2 separate regions of the Rattus norvegicus genome follow, and region 2 is linked to region 1. A link is a contact called in public Hi-C data. All regions are on one chromosome and are shown on one strand. The core of a region is the stretch at or near the end of the contact, and the rest is flanking DNA. Distances in the headings are between cores, read along the strand shown. Region 1 holds the start of Sema6a (semaphorin 6A). Region 2 overlaps LOC120098276 (a long non-coding RNA gene).

Region 1 (6,665 bases), core at 1,191-3,690:
GCTCCTGCTCACATCCCAGCTGTCCGCTCAGTCGTTCGGGGTCAGAATGAACACGCTGAGCCCTCGTCTGGTTGTTTCCAGGAGTCTTAAGCTATCACAGAAACTTTCCAGAAGCGCCTGGTACAGGGGCTCTGCACTGTAAAAGGGAGGAGGCGCTGGGAAAGGAGCGGCGAGCGAGCGGGAAAAAAATGTCGGGGTCCGGTTTCTCTCCCTGACACACGCAGTACCAGGACAGTAGCCTGGTTCTGTACAGCCCGCGGGAGACCTCAGATCCTGCTTCAAACACTGTCTCCCTCCGTGGGGAGCTAAGTAAAACGCGGCAAACGGGGGGAAGTGACACTATCCACCGAGGGTCGCTAAGAAGGAACTGCCCAGCTTGCTTCAGGCTCCCCACAGCCCCAGAGGCAGAGCTCCAGGACACAGCAAGCAGGACACCCACAATCTGCAGCCCAGCCGAGCCTACATCAGAGTGGCAAGCCCAGAGCTATCTATCTCTTACCAGGTCTCCCCACCCTTCCCTCTCCCGGGGTTCATCTTTTCTCCAGAGGGACCGCACAGGTCTTGGAGGAGGGCGCAGCAGGGGCCAGCCCTAGCTTGGAGAGCTAGTGCGAGAGAGATAGAGAGAGAGAGAGAGAGAGAGAGAGAGAGAGAGAGAGAGAGAGAGAGAGAGAGAGAGAGAGAGAGACGCAGCTGCGACAAATGGTGCCCTGCTCGAGTGGGAGCTGAGGCAGGGGACAGGACATAGGGCGGGGGCGCCGCGCGGTAGGAAGACACTGCTCCTAGGCACTTTCTCCTGCAAACAAAGCCCGGAACCTCTGGTGCCAGCAGCGACTGGAGAGTGGATCCCACCAAGAGACAGGGCGCGCAGATGCTCAGGGCCATTACAAGTTTCACGCACTCAACCAAGCCCAGCCCAGACCCCGCACTGATAACAAAAGATCCTCATCTCCTCTCCACCGTGTCCGCACAACCATTTCTCCCACATCAGAGCCTAAACCTGTGGCTGGACACAAAAAGCCGAGTACTCCCCAACCCTTTTTATCCCTCGAAGGCAGAACCCTTTCCCCTTCCCCAGCAATCGCCACCAGGACCAGGCGCTTTAGAGAATCCCACCCTCCAGGGCCGCTCTCCTCCTTACTGGCCCAAGAGTGAGCTCGTAGACTCGGGTAATACACACACACACACACACACACACACACACACACACACACGCACACCCCACTGGGTAGGACAGCCACCCGCTCGGTCTCGGTCCGGGGCGGCGCCGGTGGTGTGCGCGACGCGGGTGAGGAAGCTCCTGACATGGAGCCCGGGGTCTCTGGGGTTCAGGACTGAAAAGAGCTGAAGGCAAGACTCGGGGCTACTCCCCCAAGAAAGGGACAACGCTCAGGAGGCAGAGCCGTGAGACCGAATCAAACACAAGCACTACAAAGCGCACCCGGGGTAACCCCGGGACCCTCACCCCAGCCTGGATCCAGGAGATGGGGCGCCAGGGATGCCATAGCCATACCTTTTCGGTGCATCGACGGGCAGGCGGCCGCGGCTCGGAGCGGACTGGCACGGCGTGTATCCCATTTAGTAATCCATTATCGAGAAGATCTCTCTGGGCCTTGAGCTGCGCTCTTTCCTTCGCAAGCCTTTGTCATTCCTACATGTGTGCTTGTCTCTTTGGGGGCAACAGTCACGGCGATTACTTTCTGGGATGCAAGCGAGCTGTGTTCATCTCCAATGACAGAAGAGGAGGTGAGAGGAAGGCCAAAAAGAATTTTAAAAATAAAAAAACTGAAAAGAAAAGGGGGGAAAACAGAAAAGGAAGAAAACCAGCGAGGACCAGGGTAAATGCTCAAGAAACTCTTTTTCCAAATCCAAATTCCACTTGGATTCACTTCTGAGTCCCCTCAGCTGTGCCAGCGCCCATTAACTAGTCATTTCAGGGCGGGGGGCGGGGTAGGGGTTGAGGCAGAGGTGCAGGGCTCTGGGCGGCTCTGCAACCCCGAGTGCAGTGTCCCGGGTGTGGCGACGCTGGCCGCGGCCGCACGCTCCTAGGCGGGCATCTCGGGCAGTCGGCACCGCGGAAAAGCGCCTCTGCCGCGTCCCGAGCGCCTAGGCAGCCGAGTGCGTGGGGAGCGGAGTTGGCTGCAGCCTCACCCCGCGCGGCTCACTACTCCTGTGTCACTGGAGAGGCCGACGCTCCGGGCGGAGCCAAGTCCCGGACTGGATTGCGCAGAGCGGACTCTCCTCCAGCAACCCCGCCTCCCTGGGCTGGCGTCTCCTCCGACCCTAAGGAGAGCTGTGATGTGTGTGCGAGGGAGGGAGAGGGAGAGGGAGGCAGAGAGCGCGAGCGCAAGCCAAAGGAAGAGGAGACCTGCTGCGGTGCGGCTGCAGGTGGAGCTTTGGGCCGAGTCGACAGCCGGGCTTCCTATCACTTCAACTTCCCTCCCCCGGGGCGCTCACCCGGGAGGTCCCAGCGGGGCGACTCTAGGAGAAGCCCAGCCCCTGTCTCCCCACCCCCACAGCTGCTCTAGCGGGGGAGTGGGGGGGGGAGAAGAAAAAGAAAAGATATCCCAGACAGCATTGCTGAGCCCTGCCAAATCAGAAAAATAAATAAAAATAGACTTGGTGAGGAGCGAGTTACAAGAGTTTCTCCATCGATTTTCTTAAATGGAAAAGTTTTAAAAAGAGTCGGCGAATCTTTCTATTTCTGATTACTGTATGAGGAGGTTGGTTCTGGAAGTGATGGACCCTCTTCCTACCCAGATGAATTAGATACAAGACGATGTGGTTAAAAATAGTTCCTACACACACTCGGTCATAACATTCGCTAAATAAGCACATAAACTACTGTGCTGAGAACGTGGTTAAAGACAGCGATCTGTTTTAAACTATCTTAGTTTCAAAGTCCGCAGTGAGGATTGTTCTTAGAAATGAGTAAACTTTAGAAATAAGACTCAAACAATACCAAAGGGAGTCCAACAGCTTCTTGGAAAAGGGAAATCGCAACCATTTCCAAGGTTCTATTGTTATGAAGCATGAAGAATGGCAGGCACGGCCTCTCTCCGCTGCTTGGACTTACAATAGGCAAGAAGTCTTGCAGTTACGGGCTTGTGCCAACTAGTCAGGCCGCACCACAGTCCCCTCCCCCAGCCGCGGCGCTCTCGCGGCCGCGCCGGCTGCGCCCCGCAAACAACTGCGCGCCAGGGCTGCTGCTACCAGAGTAGGTCTCGCAGATGGTGCCCACCGAGGCCACAGCTTTCAAAGAAAGTAACGCCGGGTGGCCGAGCATTTCCCGGAGCAATCTGTACTGCACGTTAGGTCAGCGGAGAAAAGCCAGAGGGGAGGAGGATCGGAGTCTCAGACCCAGGTTGGCTGAGAAGCTTCATATTAGAAATTGTACCTATTCCCCAATTTGGGGCTTGATGCCACTAAGTCCGCGTTCCCTGCTTTGCGTTCTTGTGTGTGCAAAAATCTGCTCATGAGTGCTCAGGAAAGAAAAACGACTACGTGACAACGTCCTCAACATCTCCCCCGCCCTTGGGCTTTTTTCCTCTAACAAAACCACCTGGGGAAAGGGTGGGCCGAATGATTAAATGGGAAAATCAATTCTGCTGTTCTCCTAAACTACCAGCAGGGGCTGCTATCCCCACCCTTCCCAGACCAGCAAAAGCTGATACAGATCCGCCGTGGTTGGGGGCGCGGCCCTAGGTGCGCGCGCAGCGCCTGAGGCTCTGGGCGCGACTCTGGAATATTGAGGATGGGAGGTGACTGTCTTGTTCAGGCTTTGGAGGCTTGGGTGAGGGCTGTCTCCAAGTGTCGTCCTCCTAACTCTGGGGCTTTGTGGGAAAAGCTCTCTTGGCGGAGACTTCTCTAACACCCAGATTTAGGCTAAAGATGGACAGACTCAGGGGCAATCGGTTCTTCGTCCCGCATCTCCACCCCGTGCTGGTGGCCAACGCTCCCTCTTCGCTACCCACGCCTGATTTACATGCTAATTATGTCTGGGAAAAGTTCTTTAATTGGCAGAATTAGGCAGAGCAAACGAATTGTTTCACAGACAGAACCAAATTAATTCCGGTTTAGCTCCTTCCCTTGGAGAAACAAACAATTAAGCTGTCTTGTTTGCTTTATGGATATATTGGAAGTGCCCCACATCGTGTTTCAAGATATTGTTTAAAGGGTAATTATTTTCAATATTAATACTCGCATGTTTAACTTGTAGTAACACCGAGCCATGAGGAGAGAGATTAAATTTACCTAATTTAAAAATCGTGGGATACAAGAGGGAAAGAATTTGAACGTGCTTTTGACCATAAAGAAATACCACCCAGAATCTTCCTGGCAATTATTAGATCCTAAGGGCTCACTATCCAATTACTCGCCCGATGTTCTTACCACGTGATGCTACTTTACACCTGCCAGAGAAAAGATGCTCTAGGAACCAGGAAAAGCCAACCATAGAAACTTCATGATGCCGGTTCCCCTTCACTGTCTCAGACTCTACCAAAAGCCAGATTTAACTTTTCAACAACAGCTCTGCCCCTCCAAAGCTCTTAGAGTCTGCAATTTACCCTGATAGTCAAGAGAAAGAGCCAATGAAAGTAAAAAACAAAACAAAACAAAACAAAACCCACACAGAACGTTAGAATTAAAAAAACAAAAAGCAGAAAACAGCTCATTTTATAGTTTAGTAGCACGGTGGAAAGTTTCAGGAGGCCACCAGGGGTTAGATAACATATTAGCTGGTTATCCCGGGCAAATCACATCTTTCTGGAGCCACAGTTGACTTACCTGTCCCAGGGGTTCCTAATTTACTCCCCTCTCAGGAATGTTGTGGACTAGCCAGTATGAACAGAGAATCTAGGACACTCACTGCCTAGTAAGCATTAACAAGCATATCTGTCATCGTCCACATGAGTCCTTAGGTCACATTTTATAGGGGTCAGATGGAGGCCCAGAGGAAAGAGGTGACTTCCTGTCAAGAATGAGGTCAGGGCTAGAAGCTACCTGGAGTGACTTTCTTCAAGAGATGCTTACGTGACCACATCCACTTCCCTCGTATTACTTAAAAAGGTTTGTGTGTGCATGTGTGTGGTGTGTGTGTGTGTGTGTGTGTGTGTGTGTGTGTGTGTGTGTGTGTGTGTGTGAAATAAGACTAAAAAAGGTAAACTCACCCCGCTTACCTTTAAAGAACATATCTAGACATTTGATGAGAAGCTCTGGTGCTTTAAAATAAAACGCCTGGGAGAAAGGGCTGGCTCTTCTGACCCTGTTGGTATGAAATCCTGGGGGAGTCAGGAGAGCCTAGTTTGGGGATGAGAAACCTGTCCAGATCCCACCCATCTTATCCAAACTTCTTTTCTGTTTAAATCTGTGCTTTCAAAATCCACTTGCTATTAAACCGCTCCCCCACCCCCACCCCAGTGTCTTAAAGGATGCAAATGCTCAGGTGTCAAAGATTTAAGTTTTAAGTTTTTCAGGGGGAGGGGGGATGGGACCTGGGCCTGGGTGTTTGTTGAACCCACACACACACTGCACACCCACACCCCCGAGACAATTCTAGTGTGCAGTCTCACAGAACCATTGTGACACTGCAGCCTGGGTGTGTTCTGAAACCTTGTTTTCTCCAGGACCCAGTCTCTGCTCCTCCTCCCCCTCCCCCTTCCCCTCTCCCTCCCCTTCCCCTCCCCCTCCCCTTCCCCTCTCCCTTCCCCCTTCCTCTTCCCCCTTCCCCATTCCCCTTCCTCTCTCCAGTTTCTTGGCTGCTCTGTCAACACCTAACTCATTAGTCAGCCCTGAATTATGTTAAGCTCAACCTTCCCTGCTCTTGCATTGAACAGCTGTATGACAATTATAATGGTTAATCTTGACTGTCAGTTTGGTGGGATCTAGAATTACCGAAGAGACAAACCTTTATACAGGTCTGTTGCTTCTACCTTTGACCCAGATATGAACAGCTCTGAGGAGAAAGCAGTGCCTTCGATTTTTGATGGTGAATGCATCTGTTGTTGTCGCTGCTGCTGCCATCCCTTGGTAACACTAGGCTCAGAATCTTCAGTCTTCCAACATGGATTGACAATCAGTAACTCTTCGGGAATCTTCCAGGCCATCAGTAGTCATATTGGGACTACTGAAACATTCAGCTGCCTGAGGCTGGCCATGGTTGGACTATGCAGGCCCTACTGTGCTTGGGATACTGTGCTTGGAACATTGGGATATGTTTTGTGCCTGTTCTCTCACATGGTGGAAGCATTTCTCACAACAGGAAGCCAGTCTCTTCCCATGTTCTGCATTGTTGACCCATTTTCCAAAATTCAGCCCGATCTACTTTAGTCCCTTTTTTTGGATCTCCCCATCAATATGTAAACATTGTCTGTCAACTTACAAACAAGCCATCCATGGGCCCTCCATTCCTTTAGGCCACTCTTTCCTCTCTTCCAAAAGCAAGTGTCATCAAAGATAGTCAAAGATCACCTTACCCATTTGCTTGTTTGTTCCTTCAGTGTCTGTCTCCTATTATATAGTACAGTTTAGAGAAAGCTCATGGGCTTCTGAGTAGAACGTGTATCGTGCAGTGCTTAGGTATAATGTTCTGTCGATTTCTGTTGGGCTCTATGAAGTATTTTAGTTCAAGTGTTTCTCTGACTAATTCTGCTGAGATGACCTATCTA
Region 2 (6,665 bases), core at 1,570-4,069, 2.6 Mb after region 1:
CTCTCATCTATGAAAAAGTACCGACCTAAGATAAAATCATTTTTATAAAAATCTTTGTAAAAAAATCCCATCTTCTTTTCCCTTTCCTCCTCAAATATTTTTATTCTTAAAATTACTCCTAGACATAATATGAAAATGATAGTCCCAGATGTGGTAGCATCAACCCATCGTCCTAGTACTTGGAAGGCAGAAATAGAACATCTGAGTACAAAAAACAGCCTGGGCTACATAGGACTATCCTGCCTCTACCTAAAGGGGAAAAGCTGTATTGACTCAGGGACTATTAATTGCAATTTTTTTTTTTAAAGAGGACATGAAGTCAAGAGGGAGAGAAGTTAGTATGTCTGGAGGAAACTGGAGTCTGTGTAATATTAAGACATGATGCATATGTGTATAAAATGTTCAAAGGGCAAATAAAAAATATTATTTGAAGAAATAAGAGATGATGGCTACATACCTGCTTTCATAAACTACAAATTAATTCAAAGGGAAACGGGTTTGTCAGAAGGAAAATTATGGAATGACAGCACAGACATCAAAGCGAGGCAAGTTACTGAAAAACCGATGAGTGAATAGCGTCAGGTTTAACGTACTCTGTGGGGTAAATCTTTTAACAGATTTGTCTTCTAAAAGTCTTCACAGTAAGCAACCCAGGAAGCTAAGCTCCTGTGATTAACTTGCTTCTTTGTCCGTTCCTTGCTGTAGTCCAGATCATTAGAACTGATAAGCAGAGCTGAAGGCTCCTGATAACCAGCAACTGCTCTCAGGGGTGCAGAATTCAGAATTTCAGACCCAGTGACAGAAACCTCTACATACGCACATAAAGCCTGACTAGAGTGGGGCTCCAAAATGATGCAGAAAGCCATGTAGTTGGTTTATTTAAGTACGTTTCCCAGAAGTTAGTGCTGCAAGATCATGTTTTGAAATTCCATTTCCTGCTAAACATGTTCATTCTCAATGTTTGCCCATACAAATGACAATTTGGAGACTCTCCAAGCAAAACACAAAAGCAAACAGAGGAAATGAGGAGTATGTGAGAGAAGGAAGAGGCGGAGCTTCAGAGAGGCGGGGCTTCAGGGTTTCACAGCCTCCTTTACGCTCACATTTGTTTGACGGGCTGCAATCAAAACCACTGCTCATTTAGATGTAGCAAAGTTGAGAGCAGGGCTGCTGACATCATCAGGAAAGCTGACTTTGAGGTTAAAATGCTATCCATGGAATACGGAAAGTGGTCCGAAATCTCAGATGAGCCCTTGGTTAGTGGCACACGTTTCATTCTTGGTAGTCTGTTGCTGTAAAATTATAAAAATGATGACACTTGTCCCGGTTCCTGCGAGTTCCCACTTCCAAGATCCGGGTGCTCTGGCAGTTTCTCTGTTACTGCTTTCACACACGGTCCCCTTGGCGGTTGTTACCACGCCTGAGACTCACATATCATTCTGCGGGCTGGCTAGCATGGTCCCACACCATGCTAGCCCCAAGCATTCTATAGACTAGCATGGCTTACTGTCACAAACTCTGTTCACACTCCCAACACTCAGTGAAATCATTACTCAGCAAGCTGGAACCAAACAACCAGATTTATACGTTAAATGCTCAGTGCACAATGCATTCACACAATTAACTTACAACCAATTGATAATATATAATTGCCCACCTAGACACACAAAGAAGCCCTTTACGCATCCATCCGTTAAGAACATTCATAACAACCTGTAAAGGTGCAGAGAGGAATCTTAATGTCAGCCTCCATATTCTCTCCACTGCTTCTCTCCTCCTGTTCCAGTCTCCTCCTCTCTCTAAAACTTTTCTCCTGCCCATCCTTCCTTCTCGTCCAATGACAGGCCTTGTTCTATCTTGTACCTGCCTTCACACATATGACATCATCCTACAGTAGCCCACTGCATTTCATCTCTCTAAACGTAGCTATCTTCCGTAAAAACAGGAATCATGGAGCCAGTGTCACTCTGTGAAGAAAGGCATTCTAAGTGTCTACTATAAGCCCTAAGGAGTCACATAGGCAAGCAGCATCTACACTATCTACAGATGGATTTAAAATCCTCAGTGACAAACTTGAGATTTACTGAGTGAATCAGAGTTTGCTTTTTAAGAAAGTGGGCAAGTGTCATAAATAGTAGACGGAATAACATCTGAGGTCAATGCCCAGCAGCACCACACTGCTGGTCGGCTCCTATCTATACCCATCCACTATTAGACATATACAGACTCTGTGTATAAACATTTAAAATGTGAACAGCCATTTGACCTGTGGGCACATCTAAGTGTCTGAGCAGTGAAGACTCTCGATAAGCAATGGACTAGTGGGGACTGGGGGTCTCTGTGGTAGGTTGGACATAGCAGAAGTTGCAGGTTGTGGACACAGAGCCAAGTATCGCGCGATTGATTTCAAGAGAAAAGGAGAGATTCGTCACTATGTCTGCTAAGTGTGACTTTAAGCTAGACTCAGCACAGCTTTCCCGCGAAGGACCAGAGAGTAGTGTGGATCACATTGACTGTTGCGAGTAACTGGTCCTGCTGCCTTGACACAAAGAGAAATCACACCTTATCTTCTGCTTCTCGAAGAGTGGAGACTCCAGCAGGGTGAAAACCATTCATCTGAACAACCCTCGGTCACAGCCTAGAAAAGAAGGGGATCCAAAATGTTATGACTCCATCAGAGTGAGAAAAGCAAAGTTTCCCTTCCCCTACGTCAGGGATTTGTGGACCATGAGCTCAATCCAGCCTGCAGTCTATTTCTGTACGTAGAATATTGTTGGAACAAAACTATATCTATTCATGTGTGTGTTACCTATGGCTGCCCTCAAGCTCAAACAGCAGATTCCATAGGGCATAGCAACAGCCAATGCCCTCTGTCCCGCAAAGCCTAAGATGCTTGCTATTTAGGTCATTATGGATAAACTGCCTCAGAAAGTTCTTAGCAAGATTTCTTTCAACTACTTCCTTTGGAAAACCGACCTTTGCCAAAGAAGATGCCACAGACAGGCTTCAGAATTTCTTCAGAGTTTCTTGTAGCTTTCAAGATCTTTTTAAGTAAGCACTTTTACTATTAAAGCTATATGGACGGGGTTACTTATTCATGAAGCCGTCCATTTGTTACTTAAAGGCAGCAGTGACTTGGTACCTTTTATATTAAATCTATACAAAGACTATTAAAAGCCCGAAGAAGCAAAGAGCTTGGATAGGAGACAAATACCATCCTTGCTCCACACCTTTGAAATAGTCCCAAGTTGGTGAAGGAAGCTTGGAGAACAGCTGCTAAACAGGGGATCATTTCCCAGAGAATTTGGGCCTGTTTGTGTTAAAGCTTCAAAGGACAGACAGCAAGCACCTTAAGTCCACAAGGCAAACCTCAAACAAACAAAACCTTCCTGCCTTTGAATTCATTGTAACAACAGAAGGAAGAGGCTTCAGTGGTAGGGGTAAAAGCATACATGTGCACACACACACACACACACACACACACACACACACACACACTCCTCTTTGTAATACAATGTTAACAAAACAAGTGCAGCAGTGGATTGCCTAAACTTAGAAATACTACTAGTGCCACCTTGTGCTCAGCGACTGTATTACATGCCCTTTGCATCAGACCTTATTTTTGTCAGTGAAAAGTGTGCATTGTAAAATAGAATCATTGTCCTCTTAGAGAAAGAGAACGGATGGGTTATGTAGAGATTGTCGCACATTAGAGAGATCGTAGATGAAGTGGCCTTTGAACTCACTTTTAAAACACCCATACTTCTTGGGGATAACTGTTTGTACCAGAAAAAAAAAAAAAAAACCAAACAAATATTTCTTACAACCAAACGCTTGAGATTCCTATCAGAATGAAAGATGTGACTGACACAGAGATCTATACCAGTGGTGGCTAAACTTTACTCCCTTCCATTTCAACTCATGCAAGAGACATCAGGCACAGGACAGTTCACAAACAAAACCAGGGTTAAACCACAGTTTACAGCCACTTTGTCTCAACACTAAAGGGAACCATGCCCACTCAACTTGGGACCCAGGTCCTCTTAGCTTAGACTGCTATATTCCTCATGGAATACTTCCAGGAGCCAAAACACAGCAGCAAAGTTGGTTGCAGTTACGTTTTCTGTAGAGATTACATTGTAAGTAAACCCAGCAAGAGCTCGTGTGACCTACTAAGAAAAGCCTTCCACACAGAGTAGAACCCTCCTGCCCAGACCAAGAGCATGCTGCTTTTGCTGCCGGTATCCCAGTCACACAAAAGATAGACAGCCACCTAGGGCATGGCTGAGAGGATTAGAGAACCAGGTTAGGAGGGCTTAAAGCCTGACATGGAGGTGAAGTCCAGCGGGACACACATGAATGCCTGTGGAGAAAGGGATGTTTAGCTGTCTCTCCCTTGGCAGAAATGTGGGCCCCATCTCCCTGTGCTAAATCCTTTTGCTGCTGATTGGAAAACCATTTGACTTCCTGGAAAGTACACCCTCAGAGTTGACGTCAAAGAAGCACAAAAGGAGTCTCTACTGGTCCTCTTTGGACTGAGTCATGATGGCTATTAAACAAGGACCAGGATGTCCTCAGATCGCTGAGGGAAAGACCAGAACTATGTTCACTGTATGGGAATGAATGGCCCATTTCAGACTGTAGACTGCAGCAGGTTCATAGGCTGGAGTGCTAACCCTAAGTGCATGATGAGGTGGACTTTTGGGGGCATAATTAGGTCATCAAGAACAAGAACAGATCCTCTGGGATCTGTCATGAAGAATAAGAAATGCATCCCTATGGGGACTAAAGACATGTATTTTAAAGAAAAATGGTCATACTGTAGGAAAAGCATGCTTCATGAAGCCAATCAGTGGTCCACTGAGCAACTTGCTTTCTGTTTGTAATGTTAGTGAGAATATATTCTGCTTAGAAGACATTATCATCATCGTCATCGTCGTCGTCGTCGTCATCGTCATCGTCATCCTCATCATTATGGGGACTTAATGAACATTACTTCTTTAGTCAAATGGACATCCCCCCCAAACCCCGCTTTCCTGGTGATGAGGCTGAAGTTCAGAAAAGTTTAGTGACTTTTGAAACACTAAAGGGGAGTAAGAGAAACAACCCAGCTCTGTCTGCCGGACAGGTGCTGTCCACATCTGCCCCACACATCTGTTACTTCTTACACAGCTGATTTTCTCAGACAAAGCAGACAGCAAAGTTAACACTTGTGTTGAGACATCTGCACTTCAGGAACTGAGATCCTAAAACACAATTTGTTGATGGCAGAGACAGTGTGACTACAGTGTAGCTATACTGCCAGGGATGAGGCTCACCTCCCCCAAAGCCTGGCTGTGGTAGGCCAGGGGGTTGGAAACTGCTTCTAGCCACAGTTGTTTCTGAGTAACAGTCAAGGTAGCTGCTCCAGCTCTCCTACATGACTTTTTCCTGGTTACTGCAGCAAAGTGACAGAGTGGATGGCTTATAAACATTTATTTCTTGAGGCTCTGGTGGCTGAGATGTGAGATCAAGTGCTAGCATCTGTGGTTCTGACACAGCACTTCTCAGTTGAGGCTGTTGACTCCTTGTATTGTCACATCACAGGAAGAGAGCAAGAGGGCACTAGGGTTTCTGAAACTCCTAAGAACATCAAGCCTACATCTCGAAAGCACTTTCCTCTGATGACCTAACTATGCCCCCAAAAGTCCACCTCATCATGCACTTAGGGTTAGCACTCCAGCCTATGAACCTGCTGCAGTCTACAGTCTGAAATGGGCCATTCATTCCCATACAGTGATCACCCTGTTTCACTTTTCACCTTTTATTTTTTGAGTCAGTGCCTCACTATGTATCCTAGCTGGCCTGGAGCTCAGAGATCCACCTGCCTCTGCCTCCTGAATCCTGGGATTAAAGTTGTGCATCCCTACACCCAGCTCCCAGATTTTACATTTACCTGGACCCTGCTAGAGTGAGTGAAAGAGTCATGATTTATAGTGGGTAGATTATTTTTAATGTGATCCACGACACAGTTTACCAGTCACAGACTTCCAGCAGCAGACACCAGTGTCTCAATGATTGACACAGATATGGAGGAAAAGACAAGAAAAGATACCAAAGCAGCACGGGACCTCAGCAGCATGGGGACTTCAGCAGCACGGGGACCTCAGCAGCACGGGGACCTCAGCAGCACGGGGACCTCAGCAGCACGGGGACCTCAGCAGCACGGGGACCTCAGCAGCACGGGGACCTCAGCAAGGATCAGCCCCTTGGACTGGTCTCTTGGAGGATGATCTCTAGGCTGCCCACGGGCACCTCCCAGAGCAGAATATGGAAAAGTGAATCTTTGCAAGGAAATAAATTGTCCTTCCCTATCAACAAGTTTGAATCTTGACTCTAAATGAATGTTCATTCCAAATATTCAAGTTAACCCAGCATAGCTCATTTCAAAACAGAAGAGTCCTGGATACTAAAATGCCAAAGCCTGGCATGTTTTAGATTTTGTTTTTTTGGGCAACATGGTACCACTTAGGAGACCAAAACAATAAAATAAAATAAAACATTGGCCTGACATGCCTGCAAAGGAGGCTGAAGCAGAAGGATTACCATGAGTTTGAAGTCAGTTTCAGCTATGTTGTAAGTTCTAAGCCAACCTGGACTACAAAATGAAATCTTATCTCCTTGAA

What was found. A called contact is a pair of places that touch in the nucleus more often than the background predicts.
Region 2: a contact with region 1 is called in a Hi-C map of frontal cortex, with 2.3 times the contacts expected there. The contact joins the enhancer-like site here to the promoter of Sema6a in region 1. A contact is called at or near these places in 1 of 12 Hi-C or Micro-C datasets (frontal cortex) and 1 of 1 datasets of contacts at active chromatin or transcription factors (oligodendrocytes).

The regions. Positions count from the first base shown.
Region 1 is chr18:42,356,100-42,362,764 of GRCr8, forward strand. It overlaps Sema6a (semaphorin 6A), which reads right to left and starts at 2,441. Exons shown (of 19, transcript NM_001108430.2): 1 at 1,511-2,441.
Region 2 is chr18:44,920,477-44,927,141 of GRCr8, forward strand. All of the region lies in intron 2 of LOC120098276 (a long non-coding RNA gene), which reads left to right. Among named protein-coding and RNA genes, the nearest start is that of Dtwd2, 160 kb to the right of the region's middle. Within about 2 kb of position 2,820, at least 9 of the 93 cell types and tissues checked have an H3K27ac peak or open chromatin away from gene starts, as enhancers often do.